Regions from separate parts of the Oryctolagus cuniculus genome. Here regions 2 and 3 are each linked to region 1. A link is a contact called in public Micro-C data. All regions are on one chromosome and are shown on one strand. The core of a region is the stretch at or near the end of the contact, and the rest is flanking DNA. Distances in the headings are between cores, read along the strand shown.

Region 1 (3,753 bases), core at 786-3,285:
CTTGAACCCTCCTTACAAAAACCATGGTGGTAGAAAACACACACATATGGGGCTGGCGCTGTGGCATAGTAGGTGAAGCCTCTGCCTGCAGAGCCAGATTGAGTCCCTACTGCTCCACTTTGGATCCAAATTCCCCACTGATGGCCTGCAAAGGCAGTAAAAGATGGCCCAAGTGCTTGAGCCCCTGCACCTGCGTGGGAGACCCAGAAGCAGCTCCTGGCTCCTGGCTTAGGATTGGCGCAGCTCTGGCCATTGTGCCATTTGGGGAGTGAATCAGCAGATGGAAGACCTTTCTGTCTGTCTCTCCATCTTTCTGTGTGTAACTCTACCTCTCAAATAAATAAATACATCTTTAAACACACACACACATGCACACACGCACATGCACACACGCACATGCACACAAGCACATGCACACACACATGCACACACACATACACACACTCTTCAGCTTTTCAACTGAATGTTTTTATACTAAACTCCTTTCCAAATGTGTCAGTGCTCCAGCATGCAAATACAATGTTACTTCAATTACTTTGTCTTTGGGGACTTACAATTTATAATGAACCTCATCATTTGTATTTTAAGATCTGTATTTAATTTACATACAATGTGATTTCCGGACACAGCTTGTTTGCCATAGCCATAGCCCAGCTCAAAGTATAGACTCCTAAGGTTTTTAAAGGTATTGCTCTGCTTCTAAGAATTTACCCCCTCCTCCACCTTACAACATCTTCAAGCAGCTCCTACAGTATTCTAGCTCTCCTCATTTCCCCCTCTCTGAAAGGGAACTCGGTCGTTTGGTACTCGTTAAATCCACAGATTTCCCTCAGCACCCTAGCTCCCGCCTTTAAATTTTTCCTCCTTTGACTTTATAAAGTGTTTACTTAAGGAACATTTGCATCTCAACATTTATTTCTGCATGCTGTTCTACTTAATATATTAGAAAGGACCAAGAGTCAAAGTTCCCAAAGGAGTCGGTAGCACAGTTTCTTCCCCTATCTTACCAGATTTAAACAAAGCCAATGCCTTTATCCCTTGCTTTCCACCCGGTTTGTTGCTGTTTCTCATCCCTGCACATTTGAGGGGCTATTAGTTGGTATTTAAATACATTTAAAAACCAATTCTTCGTCTTCTTATTTTGAAATTTTTGAATACGTTCTTCTGTGTCTTGCGTTATTCTGCCTCTGATAACGATGTTCCCAGTACAGAAAGTATCCCGGGAGTTTACTCCCTTCAAACGAGTTACAATATTACAGTTCTGCGGCAGGTGCCATGGTTCACGCCCTCCAGAAGCTAATACTTCGCCGCCAAGTAGATGCTTTAACTTTGTCAAGACGAAACACCTAGGAAGTGGTATCGTCACTGGATCTGCTCTACCCAATTTCCTACCTGTTGCGGGCCCTTGCTCGGAGAGGACGAACTAGATTGGTCTAATGGGCCCCTCTCCTTTTCCACCCACTGCCCCTCTCGGCCTTCCGCAGCTGCCTGGAGAACCCCAGCCAGTCCTGGCCCCAAGGAGCGACCCTCGGACGCCCGCAACCCCTCGCCGGAGAACTAAAGTCAGGGCTGACGCACGAGCCGCGATGGAACAGAGTCGTGGCTCGGTTCCTGGTAAGGCGAGCGGAGCGCGCAAGGAATGCCTTGGAAGGCAGGGTGCGCGGGACGTGGACAGAACGCCACTTTAACTCGGCTTCCTCCCTGGACGCCAGAGGTCCGGAGCTGCCCTGACAACCGGAGCAAACCAATTCGTCTGCGCGGCGGTCCCGGGTTCCTCTTCCCCGCCTCCCCGCAAGTCTACTTCTCTTTCGCTTCCTCCCCCTGCTCTCCAGCTGCACGTGGTCCCTCCCTGCCCTGCCCCCGCCGCGCCCCTCCTTACCCCTCCCCTCCGAACCCTCCCAGCCCCCGGCCCTTTCCTCCCTGCGTTCCTCGCTTCCCCTTTCCGTTCGCTCTTTCCGCCCCCGCTCCCCATCCACCCTTCCGATTGGTCGAGCGCGCCGGAGCCTGGTCGGCCAATCGGCGAGCACGGTTGGCGGCGATGGGCGTGGCTGCGGCGCCGGGGCCCTCAGATCGAGGCTGCCTCCCCCTCTCAGCCGGCAGCACATTCCGCCGCCGTTGCCGCCGCCCGGCCCCGCAGTTGTCTTCGCCGGAGCTGCCGTCGCGCTGGGGTTAGGGCGGGGGGGCGGGCGGGGAGAGGAGGAGAAGGCCGCGGCCGAGGCAGGTGAGAGGAGGAAGGAAGCGGCGGCCGGGCGGGCAGAGCAGCTCAGGCGGCGGCCCGGTTCCTGGGAGTGTCGGTGCGGCGCGGTGGTTGGGGCGGATCCCGCGGGGCCCGGGCGGGGGAAGGAGTCACCGGCCCGGCCATGGCGGACAACGAGAAACTGGACAACCAACGGCTCAAGAATTTCAAGAACAAAGGCCGCGACTTGGAGGTAAACTCGGAGGCGCTGGAGGGGTGGGAGCCGTGGGCCTGCGGTCGGTGCCCGCCGGGACTCAGAGTGGGGAGCAGGGGCGGGAGCCGCCGCCGCCGCCGCGGGGCCGCGGGGGAATGGCGCTGGGGGCCGGCCCGCCCGTGACGCCTCTGCTACCGCGCCGGGAAGTTTGTGTCGGGCCTGCTCCGCCTCCGCCGGGGAGCGAGGTGCCGGGCCACGGCCGGCGCGGCCTAGGCCTGCCCCGCAGAGCCGGGCCGGCGCGGGTGCGAGGGCTGGGCCGCGCGGCGTGTGTGGAAGCGGCGCGCGCGTGCGGCCGGCGCTCCCCGGCCCGGCCCCCTCCCCGGCCGCGGCGGCCAGGCCGGCTCTCGCCCCGGCACCGACGTCTGGCGCCGCGGGAAAGGAGGGCGGCGGGGGGCGGGGGCGAGCGTGTGGCGACCGAGTGGGGCTCGGAACTTCCTCGGCGGGGCCCGAGACGTCTCCACTTAAAGGCGTTTTCTCTGGTCTTCCCGACTCCCGCTTTACCCCTGCCTCCCCCCGATGTCCAAACTACAGGAGTCAACTTCTCCGTTGAAAAAAACACCCCCGGCGTGAGAGGCCATCCTGGTGATGCTAACAGTGCCTTCCAGCGGCCTGTGTTTTTACTCTGGATATAGCTGTTTCAAGATGTGGCTCACGATGTGCCCTCTTCCAGGCAGAGGATACCCCTTATTTCAGCTTGTCCACAAATCTCTTTATCCCCTCCTGAGAGGAGACCACCAGCTGCATTCTTACATAGAAAGTCCAAAGGGTTATACAAAGCTGTCATCCTCTAGTCTACAGTATCCTTTCCCTCCACCTGCTGGTGGTGGTGGTGGGGGATGGGGTGGGCTATGGAATGGCACCATCACATTTTATTATTTAAAAGGGGGAAAAAAGCTTCATTGTCTTAGATACAGCTGCTCCCGAGGTTCTCGGTCTGTGTAAGGTGTGTGTATGCACACAGTCAGATTTCTGATACAAGACTATCTTCCCTTCAGCTTTGAGAGTTCAAGTAAATAGGTTTTTGTTGTTTTTAAATCTTCTACATCTGAATCAAGAGTTCAGCTTTTAAGGGAAAAAGTGGTCAAGTATTTTTTTATGTTATCCCTCTCTGCATTTTTATAGTGAGATGTTCAAATTCCCCTGGCCTTTTTCTGAACTGGAGCATTTGCTTGACTATTAACTTACTTTGGGGGCTTTTCACAAAGCCATTCAGATCTCTGAGGTAGTTTGTGCTGTTTTAGTGGGTTGCATAGTTTGAGAGACTATGTATTGGAGTTGTGGCCATTAATTCTATGATTGCTTT
Region 2 (3,753 bases), core at 464-2,963, 210 kb before region 1:
GCTAAAAACAGCGGCCCAGCCAGGGGCTCCTGTCAAACGGCCGGGTTGCATTTGCAAAGTTGATGGAGTTGGGGAGAAGTGCTGAGTTGCCCCTTCGGCTTCCACCCTAGAGGGAAGGCGACACCAAGAATCACAGCTCCCTTCGCTCGCACTGAGCCCTGCTCTGCTCTGCAGATTGAATCTTTTTCCCTACTGTAACATCAGAGATACGGTCTGTCTTCTCAGTGTCCAGTTCAGCCTCAAACACTAAAAACAGGGGCAACTCGGGCCAGGAGCCAAAGTTCACTGGAAATACCACTAACTCTCCCCTCCAAAAAACAAGCACAGTCATTTGCTGGATTCCGGCCTTGGGAACCTTAAGGCAAGAGGCACGACTCTCCATCTGCCTCCGCTAAATTGGACCCTCCATCCCAACCCTGCGAATTGAGCAGCATTTGTCCAGTCTGGCACTGGGTCATCACCACCACACCAGGGTCCTTCCCCGAGGCGCACACGACGTCCTGCTGTTTACACCCACAAGCGGGCGCACACACACACACACATACACACCCCAAAACAAAGCCCCCAGGGAGCTCCTACCTCACCGCCGTGCCCATCGAAGATCCCGAAGATGGACGGGTGCGTCTTGTTGGCCAGATCCGTCAGAACTTCGAAGCGGTCCTCCATGTGGTCTCTGCGGCCCTGAATGGAGTACACCGCCACATTGTGGCTCTTGAACTCCCAGGTCTTGGAAAACTCGGCCTCCAGCACGTCGAGCCCCCCGAGTCGGTCGTTCTGCATGATCTCCGCCACCTTGCCCTTCACCATCTTCACGGCGTCCCGGCTGGACTTGACAATGGTCTTCACCTCGTCCGTGTGGAAGAAGTAACTCCACAGCGCCAAGCTGATGCACAGCAGGAAGAGCGTCTCCGGTCTCAGCAAGAAGTAGCGCATGATGCGACCCAGCAGAGACAGCAAAGTCATTGTATCCTCTATCATTTATTATCCCTAGAGCCCCAACCACCAGCAGCGACGCGCGCCCCGAAGGCTCGCCGGGTCCCAGAGCACTGCGGGGCCGGCCCGCGACGAGGGAGGCGGAGCGGCGGCCGAGGGTGGCGGGAGGGAGGAGGCGCGCGGAGCCGGTCAGGAGGCGGACGGGCAGGCGGCCCCGAACGGGCACCGGGAGCACAGGCAGTTTTCCTTTTGTCTCCCCGCTTCGGCGGCCCGGAGGCCCGTGCCCGCCGCCCGCGCCGCCTCCCCTCCCGCGCCCCCTTTGTGAGACCGCGGCGACGGCAGCAGCGGCAGCGGCCGCCGCAGCAGCAGCGTCGGGTGTCTCGGTGGAGTGAGAGGAATCGAGTGAAAGTTGCGCCGGGCGGGTCTGCCGCCGCGAGCAGGAGAGTTGGGGGACGCCGGCGCCCGCGCTGCCCCTCCGGGGGTGCCCCCTCGCGGCTCCCGAGAGCGATCGGCAGGTGAAGAGGCGCCGGGCGCGAGAGCCGGGCTGGCGAGGGCTGGCACGTCCCCTCGGTCGCCGCTGCAGGGGCGCCCCGAGACACCCGAGGGCTCCGATTCCTTCACACACACACCCTGGGGGCCCCAGAGAATAAAAGTTTTGCTGGAGCCTGGGCAAAGGCGGGGTACACGGCGCCCGGCAACGCGGCACGATCGGCGCTAAGCCGCAGGCGGCCGGCCCGGCTCTGCCTCACTCTCCCCGGCACCTCCAGCCTCGGCTCTGCTCGGCTCGGTTTTGCCTGCGAGCTCCCTCCTCGCGCCCCGGCTCGCGCTCGCCCCGCCCTGTGCGCTCGCCCCGCCCCGTCCCGCCCCCTCGAGCAGGGATTCGAGACCCTGCGATGCTCCCACCGAGCTGTCAGAGGCTAAGGAAGCTCTGCGCTGCTGGCGCGCGCTTGAAGCCCTGGGCGGGCCAGAGGAACACGGGGGGAGGCCACGGAGGCGTCCGCCGCCCGGCTCCTGCAGCTGGCCGTCCCCGCCGCCAGTGCGGCTCCGTGGTCAAGATAATGCGGACCCTGCCAGCCTTGGGCTTGGTTTCCTCGGAGCCGCAGCCGCTTGCTGGGAAGTAGAGAAGCGCACGTGAGCGTTCCCCCCTCCGGCAGGCTGCACCGTAGTGCGGTCCCGGCATCGCCAGGCATAAGGCAAGCGAGAAGGGACGCATTTCTCCCGCTTCGCAAAGCGAGACGGAGAAGCTCAAGTAGTTGGCGGCAGCCTGAGCGTTTTGCTACCGGGGCCTGCCGGAGTGGAAGGCCTCACGGCCTTCTCCTGCCCGAGAACCACAGAATGGGAGAACTCGAGTCACATCAAGCGTGCGCGTATGATCATCTCTGAAGCGGCAAGGAAGGTCTGGCCGCGACGCTGGGATCAGGAGTTTACTAAAGCCATGCCTAGTCGCAACCCTGCCACAAGGAGACAGGCAGCTTCCGAATGGAGCCGCGGGGCGAGGGCGGGCTGTGATTCTACCCTTTGGTATGAAGGTCCCTTTGACCCTCCTAAGCGGCGGCCTCCTGTCCCGCTTCAACCGTCGCAGGAAATGGCCTAGGGGCGAGGGTCTGTGAATAAGCGGGAGTGAGTGCGGGCTTCCAGAAGCCTTCAAACCTAACTTGAAATGTGGGAGGTGGGCATCTTCCTTGAAGGTGGGAATCGGTCCCAGAAGGGAACAGTGCGCAAGTCAGCTTAGACTACAGGGACCAGCGAGCCGTAAAGGGCGACAGTAACTCCGGCCACCCCTGTCCACGTACCAGAGTGCTGATCTGCCTCTGAAGCCGGCGGGCCTGGAGAGCAGAGGCTGTGCGATCCCAGCCAAGGCAGGGCCTGTCCCCTCAAGCAGTTCTGCCTTGCTGTGATCCGGGTTGTGTTTTGTGAAGTAAAATAAAAGGTTCTGGAAGGAAAAAACACCAAAATGTTCAGTGTTTAACTGCTCTAGTGGATTATGGGTGGTTTTCATTTCCTGTTTTAGACTTCTATTTTCCATAACTTTTCCAAAGTTGCCACAAAAGGCATAGATTTCCATCATAACCAGAAAAAAATGGGAATTTACACATTTAAATAGCATATACAGTATAATATCAATAGTAAAATCATAGAAAAGAGAAAGAAAATACAAAGAACTGTTGACAAATTGTGATTTTGACATGTAGGATACAGTCTCTTGTTCTGCTTTGCACTGCTCAGTGTTTTCCACCTAATAAATACAGAAAATAAAAGTCTAAAACAAATTGTGTGTTCAATAATGAAAGATTCCAAAATGAGGTAACAATTCAAAATCCTTTAGGAACTGTAAAAGAAGGTGATGCATTAGTGTTATTATTGATATAAGTTTTCAGGGGCAGACATTGTAGCATGGATGGTAACCGGCACTTGGGTCACCTCCATCACATATTGGAGTTCAAGTCCCACCTCTGGTTCAGATTTGGCTTCCTGCTGTTGCATGCTGTGGGAGGCAGCAGATGATAGCTCAAGCACTTGGGATTTTGCCACTTGCTAGGGACACCTGGATTGAGTTTCTGGCTCCTGGATTCAGATTGGCCCAGCCTCAGGTGTTTTAGGGCATTTGGAGAGTAAACTAGCAGATAGAAGGAGATTCTCTCTTTCTCTCTCTCTCTCTCTCTATCTCTCTCTCTGGCTCCCTTTCAAATAAAAATAAGCTTTCAAGTTTCCAATGTTTTTACTATAAATTAGCAAATCACTTATAGGTGTCTTATCAGTCTATATATGAATATGTTTATCACAAAGATTACAGAACTACAAGTCAAACTGGGCCATGGA
Region 3 (3,753 bases), core at 694-3,193, 130 kb after region 1:
AGCTGCCTGCTCTTTGCCCTTGCTGTGTGCGTTGCAATACATTACCTACTTTCTTCCACCTCCCTGATGTCAGTGGTAGGCTTTCTGTGTGTAAGATGAGCAGACCCAAGTTTGGGGGTTCTGTAGCAACACTTACAAGTTTATGTGGTGGTTCCACAACACCAGTTCTAAAACTCATGCTGGGGCTGGCGCTGTAGCACAGCAGCTTAAAACCTTGGCCTAAAGCGCTGGCATCCTATATGGGCACTGGTTTGAGACTCAGCTGCTCCACTTCTGATCCAGCTCTCTGCTACGGCCTGGGAAAGCAGTGGAGGATGGCCCAAGTGCTTGGGTCCCTGCATCCGCGTGGGAGACCCGGAAGAAGCTCCCGGCTCCCGGCTTTGGATTGGCACAACTCTGGCTGTTGCGACCAATTGGGGAGTGAACCATCGAATGGAAGATGTCTCGCTCTCTGACCTCGTCTCTGTTTAACTCTGTAGAGTGAATAAATAAATCTTAAAAAAAAAAAAAACCTCATGTGTGCTTTCTTGCTACATGCATACCTCTTATAAGGGAGGACAGAGGAAAAAACAGTGAAAAAATTTATAGCTCAAAACAATATTCAGCTGTTAGCAATTCAGTTCCAAAAGACAGTTACATTTCTAAAATAATTTTATAATATAGTGCGTTTATTGCTATGGAAAGTTTTTTTTTTTTTTTTTTTTTTTTTTTTTGACAGAGTGGATAGTGAGAGAGAGACAGAAAGGTCTTCCTTTGCCATTGGTTCACCCTCCAATGGCTGCCACGCTGGCGCGCTGCGGAGAGCACACTGCACTGATCCGATGGCGGGAGCCAGGTACTTATCCTGGTCTCCCATGGGGTGCAGGGCCCAAGCACCTGGGCCATCCTCCACTGCACTCCCTGGCCACAGCAGAGAGCTGGCCTGGAAGAGGAGCAACCGGCACAGAATCCGGCGCCCCGACCGGGACTAGAACCCGGTGTGCTGGCGCCGCTAGGCGGAGGAATAGCCTGTTGATCCGCGGCGCCAGCAGAAAGATATAACAGACAGAAAATTGAAAAGCTGTGCATCATGACTCCAGTGTTTAAGTAGCAAATTAGGTGTATAAAGTGGAAACGGATATATGAAAAGCTAACAAGCTCCTGGAACATATTATAAAAGTATGCATAGTATATACCGCATCCATGGTTTTATTTGGCACAACACTATATAAAATGATTTTTGAAAATACTCGGGAGAGGGAAACTGTGTTGAGAGGCTAGAATGTCTCGAAATACAGCTATATAATTTCTTACAAGTCACAGGACTACTATTAGTTCATGGAAAATGTAATGAAAAGTTAATTTTGGTCAGGACATTTCGAAGTCCACGCCTATTTTGTTCTCTGGTTCTAGGGGGTTAGGACGATGAGGCAGGAAACCTGGTGAAGCAGGGGAACGTGTGGAACTTAAGTTAGGTAACCACTTCATCAAGAGGAAACGCGGGGCCGAGGAGCGCTGGGCCGGGCCACGACGCGGGCGCCGCCGCTTCCAGAACGCTCCAGAAGGCAGAAACAGACGCCAGCGCGGCGGGATCGCCAGCAGCGCGCGCTGCCCTCGGCGCGCTGAAGAGAAGCGAGCCTGTGCGTCACGGGAGAAACGCCGCGCTGCACCGCGCGCACGCCACCTCCCGCGCTCCCGGGCTCCGTGCAGTCAACAGTGCCAGGAACCGCGGGCAGGAGGCCGCGGGCGCGACCCCAGCCGCCAGCAGCGCCTTTCGAGGCGCCCCACGCCGTGAAGCGCCGCTCCCAGGGCGGCTCCCGCCGCGGGCTGCGCGCCCCACGCCCTCGCCTCCGCCTCCGCCAGCGCGGCCGGCCGTTTATTTTTGAACGGCGCTTTCGCACTCTTTCCCATTGGTAAACGCTCCGCAGTTGAATGTTGCGCGGGGACTGCGCCTGCGCCGCGCGGCTCCACGAAGCCCCGCCCCGTCGGAGCACCTGGAGCCCTAGGGGCGGGGCGGGGCCGGGCGGCGGAGCGGAGCTGCACTGGGCGTCCGCTGTGAGGCTGTGGAGAGCTGTTCGGCGCGGCGTTGCAGGAGCTCCGTCTCTCCGCGTGAGTCTGGGGCCTTTTCCGGGTGCGAGCGGGCGGCTCTCGGTGCCGTTTGCTGGGTGTCCCGAGTGTGTGCGGCGGGGAGTCGCGGGGGGTGGTGATGGAGAGGGTGGGCTTAGGTCCTGCATCCCTTCCCTCTCGTCCCGGAGCGGGAGTTTGGGGGTCCCTTTGCCTTCCCTCCCGCAGGGACCTGCGTGTCTGTGAGGGGGAGCGGGGCGCCGCCTCCGAGCCTCCGGTCCCGCGGAGGCGCCCTAGGAGGGAGGCCTGGAGACGGGTCCGCAGCCTTCCAGGAGGGAAGCGCGCTCACTGCCATTTTGTGCGAGACTCTCACGGGACGTAAGAGGCGGCGATGCAATTACGCCCACTTCACAGATGCGAAGCCTCCGCTTTGAGGGGTGTTCGGTAGAGGTGCCTCCGTCTCCACATCGAGCCGAGAGAGGAGCAGCCCTGACGCGTGGTGGGCAGAACCTACTCCAGTAGTTTCAGGCCGGCAGAGCCTTTCTCGAGGGCGCTTCTTGCCTTCCAGTTAACTCGCAGCAGTTTAAAGTGACCCCGGATGTTTGCTCGGTCATCACCATTGTGGGTTAATATTGCCGAAGTCCTTGTTGTAATACTAGGTCCTTTGTGACAGTCGTGTTTCATCACAGAATTGCAAGGATTTTCAAGGAGCAAGTGATGGCTCTAGTGCGGGCTCCAACAAACAGGTGTTTTCTTAAAAGCACACGCGCAGGGAAGGCATATATCAAAGGCGGAGAACTAACAGCCATTGCCATGACATCATATTTAATGTACTTTTGGAGAAAAGAAGTCCAAAACATTAAAGATAAAATTGTTTTAATTTTAGAATAAAAGCATCTGGACAACTTGGGGAAGATAAAGTATATTCAATTAAGTTGCTGACCAGGATATCCAGAAAGTAGGTAAGCTCTGGGAGATGAACTGAGTGTGAACGAAGTTTTCAGTAAAATTTTAAGTGTAAGGTGAAATTTAAAAATCGCTTGAAAAAAAAATATGATGATGCTTGAAATTCTGACCATATTAGCAAAGGAGCATAAAATATAAATTACTCTTAAAGATAGTGACTGCTAACTCTTGTATATGCTTTAAGAAATTTTACAAGGATCTGTATATCGCAGTACACAAGCAGTGGTGTACGTACAGACTTGCAAATTGCATTTATTTGGATACTTTTTCAGGAATTGTGCATTTACATATTGCCCTACATTCTTTTTTAAAGGAAAGTAGCTCCTTTTTTCCAAGGAAAGTACCCTCATTTAACTAATCAGGCAAGGTGAAATTTTGATTTTTAGGTGATGTTAGTTTTGACATTGTCTTTCAGCAAATATGTTGCTGAATGTTATCTATGAAGTATATTCTCACTTTGAAAAGCATAAGAAGAATTAAAAACTTCTCATGTCAATTCCTGGTTAAATTGTATTAATACTCTTTTAGTTTGGGGAAGTAGGTTGGTATCAAAGTAATGAAAAGAATACAAATGGGCAAACAGTTAACATCAGTTCTGACCATAATTTTTTAATTTGAAAGCATTATTGTAATGCTTCATTATCTTTGCATATTTGTATGATATTTTTAAACATCTTGTCTTATGTATATAAGTGGTAGAGCTGTAATTTGTTTTGTTTTGTTTTTAAGATTTATTTATTTGAA

The links. A called contact is a pair of places that touch in the nucleus more often than the background predicts.
Region 2: a Micro-C map of ear pinna shows a contact between it and region 1, with 8 times the contacts expected there. The contact joins the promoter of PPM1L here to the promoter of KPNA4 in region 1. A contact is called at or near these places in 2 of 6 Hi-C or Micro-C datasets (ear pinna and an unstated tissue).
Region 3: a Micro-C map of ear pinna shows a contact between it and region 1, with 10 times the contacts expected there. The contact joins the promoter of TRIM59 here to the promoter of KPNA4 in region 1. A contact is called at or near these places in 2 of 6 Hi-C or Micro-C datasets (ear pinna and an unstated tissue).

The regions. Positions count from the first base shown.
Region 1 is chr4:120,182,214-120,185,966 of mOryCun1.1, forward strand. It overlaps KPNA4 (karyopherin subunit alpha 4), which reads left to right and starts at 2,036. Exons shown (of 17, transcript XM_002716340.5): 1 at 2,036-2,429. The coding sequence starts at 2,361.
Region 2 is chr4:119,972,691-119,976,443 of mOryCun1.1, forward strand. PPM1L (protein phosphatase, Mg2+/Mn2+ dependent 1L) reads right to left here and starts at 1,714. Exons shown (of 4, transcript XM_002716344.5): 1 at 580-1,714. The coding sequence starts at 978. It overlaps LOC127493952 (a long non-coding RNA gene), which reads left to right and starts at 1,866. Exons shown (of 2, transcript XR_011388078.1): 1 at 1,866-2,329.
Region 3 is chr4:120,311,401-120,315,153 of mOryCun1.1, forward strand. It overlaps TRIM59 (tripartite motif containing 59), which reads left to right and starts at 1,944. Exons shown (of 3, transcript XM_002716339.5): 1 at 1,944-2,088; 2 at 2,930-3,005.